Linked DNA regions of Mus musculus: region 2 is linked to region 1. A link is a contact called in public HiChIP or PLAC-seq data. All regions are on one chromosome and are shown on one strand. Each heading gives the region's core, a stretch centred on a gene start, on an enhancer-like site or on the middle of the called end of the contact. The rest is flanking DNA. Distances are from core to core; before and after follow the strand shown. Region 1 overlaps Eif4e (eukaryotic translation initiation factor 4E). Region 2 overlaps Tspan5 (tetraspanin 5).

Evidence for each region. HiChIP or PLAC-seq counts read pairs in DNA pulled down with a chosen protein or histone mark.
Region 2: an H3K27ac HiChIP or PLAC-seq map of T-cell acute lymphoblastic leukemia shows a contact between it and region 1, with 3 times the contacts expected there. The contact joins two enhancer-like sites. A contact is called at or near these places in 1 of 15 datasets of contacts at CTCF or cohesin (the NIH/3T3 cell line), 2 of 115 datasets of contacts at active chromatin or transcription factors (T-cell acute lymphoblastic leukemia and cardiomyocytes) and 2 of 9 other capture datasets (adipose tissue and embryonic stem cells).

The regions. Positions count from the first base shown.
Region 1 is chr3:138,538,741-138,544,354 of GRCm38.p6, forward strand. The region is part of intron 2 of Eif4e (eukaryotic translation initiation factor 4E); the gene reads left to right. Among named protein-coding and RNA genes, the nearest start is that of Mir1956, 15 kb to the left of the region's middle. Within about 2 kb of position 3,686, at least 35 of the 459 cell types and tissues checked have an H3K27ac peak or open chromatin away from gene starts, as enhancers often do. A contact at or near this core is called in T-cell acute lymphoblastic leukemia, where this site is marked.
Region 2 is chr3:138,874,994-138,880,632 of GRCm38.p6, forward strand. All of the region lies in intron 2 of Tspan5 (tetraspanin 5), which reads left to right. Among named protein-coding and RNA genes, the nearest start is that of Tspan5, 140 kb to the left of the region's middle. Within about 2 kb of position 2,233, at least 65 of the 459 cell types and tissues checked have an H3K27ac peak or open chromatin away from gene starts, as enhancers often do. A contact at or near this core is called in T-cell acute lymphoblastic leukemia, where this site is marked.

The sequences.
Region 1 (5,614 bases), core at 2,436-4,935:
CTGAATGATCTTTTTCATATAGCTTCCTGTAATTGTTTTATGTCCATGTACAATCATAACATCTCGGGGGGGGGGGGGCAGTGTGGAGGGTGGCTGCAGGAGAGAGCAAGCCTGAACACACTTCTCTGCCTGTTTCCTCTAAGATTTTTTTTATTTTTGAACTCAGGATAGCAGTTCCAGTAGCTTGAAGTAGGGAAGGAAATTGAGGAATCTAGCTTCTTTAATCTTTAACTTACCTCCTCTTTACCACAGTTCTAATGAATGCCAGCTTGATCTGCATTGATTCAGATACTATTTGGCCATCTGTATTCTCGTGTCTCTTTGTTCCTTTTATACTAGTGTATTTTGATCACTTTGTACTATAGTTTTAAATAATTTAATAAATTTAAATGTGTGTGTACAGACATGAGTGCAGCTGACTACAGAAGCTAGAAGAGGGCTTTGAATCCCCTGAAGCTGGAATTACAGGTGGTTGTAAACCACCCCATGTAGGTGCTGGGTACCAAATTTCAGTCCTTTGGAAGGTAGTAAATGCTCTTATTTGCTGGCCACCTCTTCAGCATTGTGAAGGTCGAATATAAAGAGATAAAACACATGGAGATAGCACATTGTCTGGTAGTAACTGCTTAATAATGATTAAGTAAAAAGTTTTCGGGAGGCTAGATATGGTGGGTTATATTTGTAATTCTAGCATTCCAGAGGCTGAGGCAGGTACACAGTGAGGCCCTATTTCAAACAAGAAACAACAGAAAGTGAAAAGTCATAGTTTTCATGAGATGTGTGGTTTCTTTGGCTGGTGTTCACCTGTCCTCATTCGCCTGTTGGGATGTTGAATTTGTAACTTAGGTGTGCACTTCTGTCTGTTGTAATAGTGCTTCCTTTCTATCATGGCACTTGAAGTAGAGAATGAAGAGGGGATGGGATGCAGGGGGGATGGGAGCTAGGCTGTCAGTTGTGCTTTGTCCATTAGTTTGAATAGTGGCATTGAACTTGATTTTACTCAAGGTTCTTTGGTAGGGAAGAGTTAGCATCAGAGTCATTTGACTATAATGATCATGCAGGTAGCTAGTTCCAAACAAGTCACCAGTTTCATTTTTCTTTCTTCATGTAGCCACCACACTTGGTGTATGCCTGATTGAAGCTGGAAGAGTTGGTCAAAGAATTGAGGGTAGACAGAAACTATTGAGTTTTAGAGCATAGACTCTAGGCAGGTTAGGTCATTACTCCTGTGATAAGTTACTGAGATATGAATGATAATGATTCAGCTTCTGTAGTTTAAATTTATTTTCCCTTATGGTAAGATTAAAAGGACTAGTCAGTCAGACCACCCCAGAGCTTGGGAAGGAATCTTGTTTGATATGCCTCATCTGCTGCCTCTTCCCAATTCACAGCACTGAAACTGCCCATGGCTAACTGTAGTTGTCAGCTGTCCATCACTTGCATGCCAGACCCTTCTTTATTTTGCAATTAAGGAAATTGATGCTTAGAGGGAGTTTTAATCACTTAAATCCCTGTTCTAGAAAAGTTTCACACTAATTAAAATAAAAGGAATTGTCAAATAGGGACTACAACTGGATTTGGGCAATAGATTCCCTCTGTACATACTTTGTAATATTTCCCCCTAGTCCGTCAGAAATAGGTAGATCTGGGATTGCATGTGATGCTATTAGGAAAACTGTGTAGTGAGGGCAGGGCTTGGAAAACAAAAGTTGTTAGATGGAGCATTGCTTATAGCCACAGAATGATAGGTGAGCATTATAAATACATCAAACACTATTTCTTTTTCCTCTTTCGATCTTTAGTGTGGTGCTTGACTTCATTATCCATTATATTCCTCATCAATAAATAGTTCAGCTCCATATTATGTTCTAGCCATTCAATAGTTTATCAAGGCAGAAAAATACAGAATACAGGCCAGAAGTATTGAAGCTGCAGAACAGGAAAGAAGGGAGCAGGACAGCCACAGTAGAGTGACTTCAGTGCTGGGCTTTTTGCTCTGGGAGGGATAAAGTGATTCCTTCTAGTGGCTGGCTACCCAGAGGTATTAAGTACACATTATTCAGAGAGGAGAGGTGAGCAGGATGTATCATAGTTCTTTCCTCTTTTCAAAATCATAACATACGCAGTACAATCTCTACACATATAGCAATACCTCAAATATTCGAAGAATAGAAAGCCATGTGTCTTAGGGTTTTACTGCTGTGAACAGACACCATGACAAATGCAACTCTTATAAGGACAACATTTAATTGTGGCTGGCTCACAGGTTTGGAGGCTCAGTCCATTATCATCAAAGTGGGAGCATGGTAGCATCTAGGCAGGCGTGGTGCAGGAGAAGCTGAGAGTTCTACATCTTCATCTGAAGGCTACTATGAGGAGATGCACTTCCAGGCAGCTGGGATGAGGGTCTTAGAGCCCACACCCACGACGACACACCTGTCCCAACAAGGCCACACCTCCTAATAGTGCCACTCCTTGGGCCAAGCATATACAAACCATCACACCATGAAACCATACAATTAGTTTTGTTTGTTTGTTTGTTTGTTTGTTTAAGAAATGGTAAAGGAAGAGGTGGAAAGGTGGTTTGGTGGTATAGACTTCTACAATACCTGAGTTCAGTTCCCAGCATCCACATTGATACAGTTTGTAACACCAGCTCCAGGAGGGATCCAATGCCTCTGGCTTTGGGCACTGCATTCATGTGCACATAACCCATAAGTTTTGTTGTTTTGTTTTTAAAGAGGATTAAAGTTTATAATTCTGGAACCATTCCAGATACAAGGACATGCCAGGTCTGTAATAGAAATGCCCAAAGATTTGTCCCTGGTACATTCATTGAGAACTGACAGTGGTGGAAGGAAGGCTTTGCATCTATTGGTTCATCTGGACCCAGCAGTGATAGGTGCTGTAATACCCATCTGATGAAGAGAAAAAGAAGGTTCAGAAAATGTTACATTCTCAGAATTATACAAAATGAATGGCAAAGCTGGGGTTCCAGATGGCTGTAGATATGAATTGAGCCCAGCATATCCCACATAGTGGTGAAAAACTTGTGTTGTTGATAGAAGTCAGATTTAGTGAAGTGCACTTGGATGGTAGAGTCTCATCTGACCTCTGCTACCTAATCTTTTTGAGGCCAGCTTTTTTGAGACCTTGGCTCTAAAAAAAAAAAAAAAAAAGGTACTGCTTTTACAAATGACATGTACTCTGAAAAATGTATGTGACTGATTTTAGTAGATATATAATTACTGTAAAATGCAGTAAATGTTTCCAAATGTTTGCTTTACATTTCAATAGCTTAACTTCCCTGTCGACCATCACAAGTATGTAGACCAGCAGTAAATATAGTGTGCAGGTCGCACTTGGAGTTACTGCTTTGAATCTAGGAAAGCCATGTGCCAGGAAAGCCGTGGACTGAACGGAGGAATTTTGTACACTTCAAATGAAGATTAAAAGTTGTGTGATCTTCCCTAAAATGAAAGAGAAAGCCTCAGTTCTTTGTGGGATGGAGGTAGTAGTCACCAATCAGGGGCTTGGAGGGCAATATTCATTTCCAGAAAAGATGGTTTAAATGCATATTCACATTGCAAGTTGGTGACAGTTTGAATATTAAAACCTTATACCAGGTTTTAAGCATACCAGGATTTTGTGAACCGACACAAAATTGATGTGATGAAAGTGAGACTAAAATTTCATCACATTTATTAGAGAAAACAGCTGCAGGAAATACTTAGCCAAATAACATTAGGACTGTGACACATTGATAGTATTAACTTGTTGGTGTGATAGTTTTTTTACAGAATGTTGAGAAGGCTTGAGGTTTTGCAGCTAGCTGTTGGATTTGTCCTGCTCTTGCAAGGCTTTTCCTTTTTTTTTTTTAATTTTATTTTTTACAACTTTCTGCTGTTGGTACAGCAGCTTACTCAAGCACATTACTGAACATTGTATGTGACCCATATAAACTCAGCTGATCTAAAACCAGGCTACCCTTTGTGTTTGAACTGACGATATTTTTCTCTTCCCTTACTTGCCACTGATATTTAATCTCTTTGATCTGCTAGTTAGTGGCTTCCACTGCTTACCCAACAGCTGAGGCGTGCTTTCTTAGCTTGACATCCGAGGCCTTCACAGTCACTGCAGTATACCATCCAAACTCACCCCACTTTCAGGGACTTTGGATATGATCTTCTAGAGAGTAAACATAACACCATCCTATGGTTTTATTCTTCCTTAAGGTCTACCCTTGTGTAATGCACTTATTATTTTATTCTGTGACCTTTCAAGGGCAGGCTGTCAATTAGGCTAAAATGTGTTAGATTATTTTGAGAGTAGCCATCTATTAAGTTAGCCTTTACTTTTTGTCCAAATGATTCACTTTACTTTAAAACAACTTTTATGAATTACTTTTTAAATTTTATGTGCATTGGTGTTTTGCCTCCATGTACGTCTTTGTAAGGGTGTTGAATCTCCTGGAACTGGAATCACAGATGGTTGTGAGCTGCCTGTGGTTTCTGGGAATTGAACCTAGGCCCTCTGGAAGAACAGCCAGTCAGTGCTCTTTACCCTTGAACCATCTCTCCAGCCTTGGATACATCCAAGAAGTTTGAAGCTTGTTTTTAAACATTTTATAAATGCAATACAGTCCTAGCATCTGTACTCTGTAGGAAACAACCTTAAAAATAAGTTTGTATTTAGCTGCATGTCGTGGCATATAGTTTTAATTCCAGCATGCAGAATGCAATAGTGGGCACGTCTTCCAGTCCAGCCAGGGCTACCCTGTCTCAAAAAAAAAAAAAAAAATTTAAGGGCTGGAATGATGCTTTTGTGGTTAGGAGCACTGGTAGCTCTGCCAGACAACCTTGCTTCCCAGCACCCACACTGCCATCTGTAATTTTAGGTCTAGGGGACCTGATGTGGCTATTGTGCACATAAATATAGTGCACATACATATGTGCAGGCAAGACACTCATATACATATAAAGTAAATCTAAAAACTTTACATGGGATAATTTGTATCTCAATGCTAATTGTGGTTAAGTCTTTGCCTGATAACTGTTATCTGAATTGTCTTTAGACTTAAAAATCTTTTGAATATTTAGTCACTTAAATTCTTTACCATGCAATATTTGATTAATTGGTAGATTGTGAGCTTAATACATAGGCTCAAGATTGTGTTCTCTCTGAAGAGTGAAGTTTTATTTCTGGAGGCTGTTAGTCTATAGATAGAAGTCTTGACACTATCAAGATTTGTTTTATATTTAAGACTTAGACCTTACCCATAGTGCCATGACTTTTATTCCTATGATATGACTTTCTTCTGGTTTAATCTGGAAGCTGAAAGAGACTCTGACTATAAGGACTTGAATTTCCCCTGAAATTCAAATTTCACTGTGCCCCAGAGAATTTGACTGTGTTCTCTGTAAACTGCACAAAGTCACACTATGACACGCCCTCCGAGTCACCATAGGACCGAGGATCTATCTATGCATGGCTTTTTGTGGCTCACTTTTCTGCCCCTCATTCTGTCTAGTGCATTGTTAGCAAGTCCATCACCGCTATTCCCCTCTCCAAAACCATGGAGCCCCCACCTAGTGTGTGTCTGTACAGCACTGTG
Region 2 (5,639 bases), core at 983-3,482, 330 kb after region 1:
AACTTCTGGGGCCGTGCTTGTTATTCAGTAGGGAATACCAAGGGGACAGGACTTACAGCTCAGTGGCCATGTGACCTAGATAGACATCCCTACAGGGGAAGGGAGGTTTCTCCCTTCAGTGATTTGGCAGGTTGACCTCTCTCACTTTCTGTCTGTTTCCCCACCTGGAGTACCCAGGTTATAGGTTTGTCATGAGAGTAAAGTAATGCAGGTCTCAGCAGGGTGGCTCTCAGGACTGGGCCTTCTCCACAACTGGCCCACCAGCTGCGTCCGTGGTGCCTAGCCACTGCCTACATGGAGCTTCCTGGTACAGAAGTGCCTGGGCTCTCCTCTCCTGAGCATCCGCAGGGCAGGTCCAGTCCCATCCAGACACCCTATTCTGTCTTCGTCATTTGTCACATCCAGAGACCCTGTTGACCAAGTTGTTTCTGCGTCTCAAGTCTGCTGACATGGCCTTCCATCTCCGAGCACATGGCAGCACTCTTGGATAGCTGCCCATAGCCTCTCCCTGTGGACAGGCTGTAGGCTGTCACTGGATCTTACTCTAAATGGCCAAGACTGATGGAGTCCTTGGCATCTCAACTTCAGACTGCAGACTAAGACAAGATACTACACTGTGGACTAAATGACGAATGATAGCCCTTGGTCCCTCACAGCCCTGAGAAGGATGGCCGTCTACATCAAGGCGCTGGCTGGTTCCATTCCAAGAGAAGACTGTCTGTCGTCCTAGTCTGCAGATGGGTGAATCCGCACTGCATCTGCACAGGGCAGGATGAGAGAGGCCAGGCTCTGCTCTCTTCCTCTTCTTACAAGGACCCCTGTCAGGGCATTGGGGTTCTAGTCTCATGGCCTTCTCCTAGCCTAATATCCTTCAAGATATCATCTTCAACAATTGGTGGTGATTATGTTTCAACATACTAATGGGCTGGAGAGGCGTTCAGTCCTAAACAGAGCTTCTATTGCTTTTTCTGTTTAAATATTCTGTTTAAGACTAGAATGTTCCTAAGTATATTTTCTGCCTTCTAAATAGATACATGAAAGAATCCAGCAAGCGGCAAGGAACACAGGGACCTTAGCATGTGGGGACACTTCTGTGTGGAGCTGTGTCTGCGGGACAGTCACTCACTCGTGGGGGCGGGGACTGTGTCTTCCCTACCTGTGAGCAATGCCAGCCTGTGGAACTTGGCCCAGCTGTCCTCCCAACAGCTGCTTGACTGCTAGATTCTGTATAGGCTTAAAAGATGATCGTAACCCTCTTCATCTCTTCAAAGATACCTCATGACGATTTTTTTTTTTTAATTTTGCAAGAAAGGATTACTTGAGTCACTCTGATGAACTTGCTTGACAAGGTAAAATGGAAGGGATCTTGTGCCTTTGAAGCAGTTGGCTTTCCTGCTTGTGAGCTTTTCTACTAGGTGTGAGCTAGGCTGCTCTCGCCCCATCACATCTCCTGACACGCTCTCCTGGCACTCTTCATCCCCTACCCCCTCTGGCCTCTGCGCAGTTCATCCATCCCGTAGATGGAGACTTGGGTTTTTACAAAATGACTGCCATGGCACATTCTTGGAGGGCCTTTGATGTGTTTCCATAGTCCCCTGCCTGGTCCTTCTGCGGACATCCTTCAGAAACACATTTCCAATTCTCCAGGACAACCCCCTCTATGGGGAGCTGCATGTTCTTTGAAATGTCGCACCCGCCATTGTCAGCAATGGAAATGGCTCCTTCCCTCGTATCCTGGGGAGGTTTTCAGGCCCACCATTACGGTAAGGCCTGGTGTGTGGGGCATAGGTGAATCAGGACCCAGTGTCAGAAATATCTCAGCGGAATTCAACTGGTCTGGGTTTGTACACATTTCATATGCCTGCCTCTCTGTTTCTCGTCCAGCCGTTGGAAGGAATCTGCTTGTTTATGAAAAGACAGGAGAGCCCCAGACCCCGGGGTGCGTTCCTGCTATTTTTTTGCAGTTCTTCTCTGTGTGGGTTGACAGAAGAAACTGCAGCCTGCCAGGTGGCACACAGAGGCTGCTCTGTGCTGGCGCTGAGGAAAACCACAGACACTCCTGAAGTGTATTGGCTTGGAACACACCGCAGCTTTGTTTGCCTTTTTTTGTTTCTGGCGCTTGCAAAAAGCAACTTCTTTGAAGAAGAAATTGTTACCCAGAACAGACTCCTCTCTTGCGGGAACCGTGAAGAAGATGCTGCTTCAGCAGCAGAGATGGCTGGGCGGATGAGGTGCTGGTGACGCGGTGGGGACGAAGGTTGGCGGATGTTTCCACCCTCTTACCGGAGCTTATGCGGACAGACTGGAGTTGAGCAACCATAAGAAGGTCACTGCAGAGTTCTGAGTCCAACCGCCACCATGTGCTGTCAGCTCCCTGGCTGCAGAAGGATCCAGCTGCTGCTTGGGCAGGGTCCCCTTGAGGCTGTGACTTCTCCGTCTTCTTCCTCCCGCTGTGCCGCTTCTGGGTACCCATAGAAGCTTTTACCTAGTCCTGCTTTTGCTCCCTCCTGGTTCTCCCCTCTGCCCTCCTCTGTACAAGCTTCTATTATTTTTACCCCCTACCCTGTCCCGCAAAGATCCAATTAGCGAGCTCCAGATACTTTTGCCTCACTTTGTGAAATCAACAGAGTGGCCTCAGATTTCCTTAGGCACCAGGCAGGGGAAGTACTTGGAGCAAGAGATTCCTCTCTGGTAGCGCGTGCGTGCGTGCGTATGTGTATACGTGCGAGTGAGAGCGAGTGTCTTAGGGTTTCTTTTGCTGAGACAAAATAGCATGACCAAAAAGCAAGTTGGGCAGGAAAGGGTTTATTCAGCTTCCACTTCCACATTGCTACTTATCACCAGAGGAAGTCAGGGCAGGAACTGAAGCAGGATCTTGGAAACAGGAGCTGATACAGAGGCCATGGAGGTGCACCGCTTACTGGCTTCCTGCTTCCTTGCTTCCTTGCTGTGGCTTGATCACCCTGCTTTCTTACAGAACCCAGGACCGCTAGCCCAGGGGATGCCAACTCCCACGTTGATCACTAAAGGAGGAAATGCCTTACAGCTGGATCTCCTGGAGTCATTTCCTCAGCTGGCTAACTGGGCTCCTTCCTCTCTGCTCACTCCAGCTTGTGTCGAGTTGACACACAAACCCAGCCAGAGCATCCTTCCTCTCAGATGTACCCGTGGATGTGGTGGCATCCCCTTGTCCTAACGTAATAGAGATGTGGATGATAGAGCTAAGCTGTCACTGGATTCTTTTCTGTGCCAGGTATTTCGCGCAGAGTGTTTGCATTTACTTGATCTATCTCGTTCTCATAATCACCTTATGGCATATGCTATAATTTCACGGATGTGTAAATTGAGGCTTAGGCAGGTGAGGCGGCTTGCCTACAATCACATAGGCAGTAAGCAGAGAAACTGAGATGCAAAACAATTTTGCCAGATGAAAGATAATAACAAGTGCTAATGAAGGTGTGGAAAGTGAACCCTTGCACAGTGTTGGTAAAAATATAAATTAGAAGAGCCGTTATGAAGAAAGGAATAGAGGTCCCTCAAAAAATGAATTAATCTATAAAGCTAGGAGCCATGTGAAATAGTATATAGAGATAATCCAAACATCTAAGAGGCTACAACAGGAGGATCACACTGAGTTCAAGCCCTGCCTGGATTGCACGTTGACTTTGAGGCCAACCTGAACTACATACTGACATTGCTTCAAATGAAGAATTAAAAACAGAATTGCCGTGTCTGGGGAGGGAGGTGGGTCAGAGGGCAAAGTGGTTACTGTGCACCGGCAAGGACCTAAATCCAGATCCCCAGCGTCCGTTAAGATCAGGACAAGATGGCACACACTTTTAAGTCTGGCACTGGGAGGTCACAAGATGCCAGGATCTCACTAGACAGTATAGCCAAAATGGTAAACTCCAGGTTCAGGAAAGGACTCTGTCTCTAAAAACAAACAAACAAAAATGATGGAGAAGCAGTTGACAAAAAAAAAAAAAAAAGTCTAGTGTCAACGCCTGTCTTCTACATACTTCCCACACATCAGGTTGGCACACATACATGCATACGTATACATAGCTCTGAAGAAAAAAAAAAAGACAAAATAACAAAAGCTGGTTGTCCAGTTTCTGGAGTGGCGATTTGTTGAAAACACTTGTTGCTTTCACGTTTGTAATGGACTGAGCTGTATCTCGTGTTTAGAGCAGCGCTTTATGTTATGAGTGATTCGGCTTTCCTCTCTTGCTTGCTGGGACAGCCGTAATCTGAGCTGGATTGCAGCATGAATATGAGGCAAGTTTAGGAATGTGTGCTAATTTACATCAGCTCCTATTATTATAATCTTAATATTCTTAATCGCACACACACACACACACACACACACACACACACCACCATTATTTTCCCTTATTCTCATCCCTTCTCTTTCTGCATCTGCTTCCCCCCGACCCCCCAAGGGGGTCAGAATCTCCCTTCCTTGTCACCCTAAGCACAGGTGACCAGTCACTCCACTCTCCCTCCACCTAGACTCAGCATCTCAGAGTGGCATTTTCTGACTTCTGCCAAGGTCAACATCATTGGCCTCACTACCCCCTCCATGCCTGGAGCATACAGGTAGGAGAAGGATAAAAACTTGTCACATTCCAGTGCTAGGCCATGTGTGTGTGCTTGTCATGTCAGCTCTGGCTATTGGAGGGACAGTCGCCAGAGGACGGTTTGTGCTCGTTTTTAAAAAATAAGTTTCAAGATTTAAAAGTTAGTGTTTAAACTCCAAAGCTAAGATAGTCAACTTTACGTGCAGAATTAGGACGTAAGCCGTGGTAGTATTGCTGGCCAGTGATGTCGCTACCAGAGTCCCCAGGTTCCATCCAGACTGCTCATCTCTTTGCTAATGCTGAGTTGAAAGCCAGTTCTCATGAATGAGCCAGGACCAGCCTTAATTGCTGCTGACATGGGTCACCAGCTAGCCTGGAGAAGGCATCAGTTGAGACGTAGTACTTCTTTCACTCTTCTTCTCTGATGTCCCTAAACAGCCCTTCCCTCTTTCCAGCATGAAGTGTGAGCTTTAGTTTTAGACAGGCTCTGTTAAAATCTTCAGGAGCATCAAAGCAAGACTCTCTGGGTCCAGATTAAAAACTCAAGTAGAACTTTCTCTTTTAGTCCTTGTTAGTTTTCTTTCCACCTTGATATTTTGTTTCGAGTTTCCTGTATGGCCTGGCTTTGAATTCACTGTGTAGCTAAGGATGGCCGTGAACTTCCACTCCTTGCACCTCCATCCCAAAGGGCGGGGGCCACCAGCTTGTATGCCCAGGAAATAGCTGGAATCCCCCCTGCTCTTGTGCTGCTTTTCTTTGTCTTTTTTAAGATTTATTTATTTTATGTACATGAGTACACTGTAACTGTCTACAGACACACCAGAAGAGAACATCGGATCCCATTACAGACGTTTGTGAGCCACCATGTGGTTGCTGGGATTTGAACTCAGGACCTCTGGAAGAGCAGTCAGTGCTCTTGACCTCTGAGCCATCTCTCTAGCCCCCATGTGGTGTTTTTCTTAAGCACCACCTTTGTATTTCTCCATGTGGTAAAAATTAGCCCGACACATGGTTGTACGTGGCTCCGTGGCTCTCGGTGTGCACTTTCCTAGCTCTGGT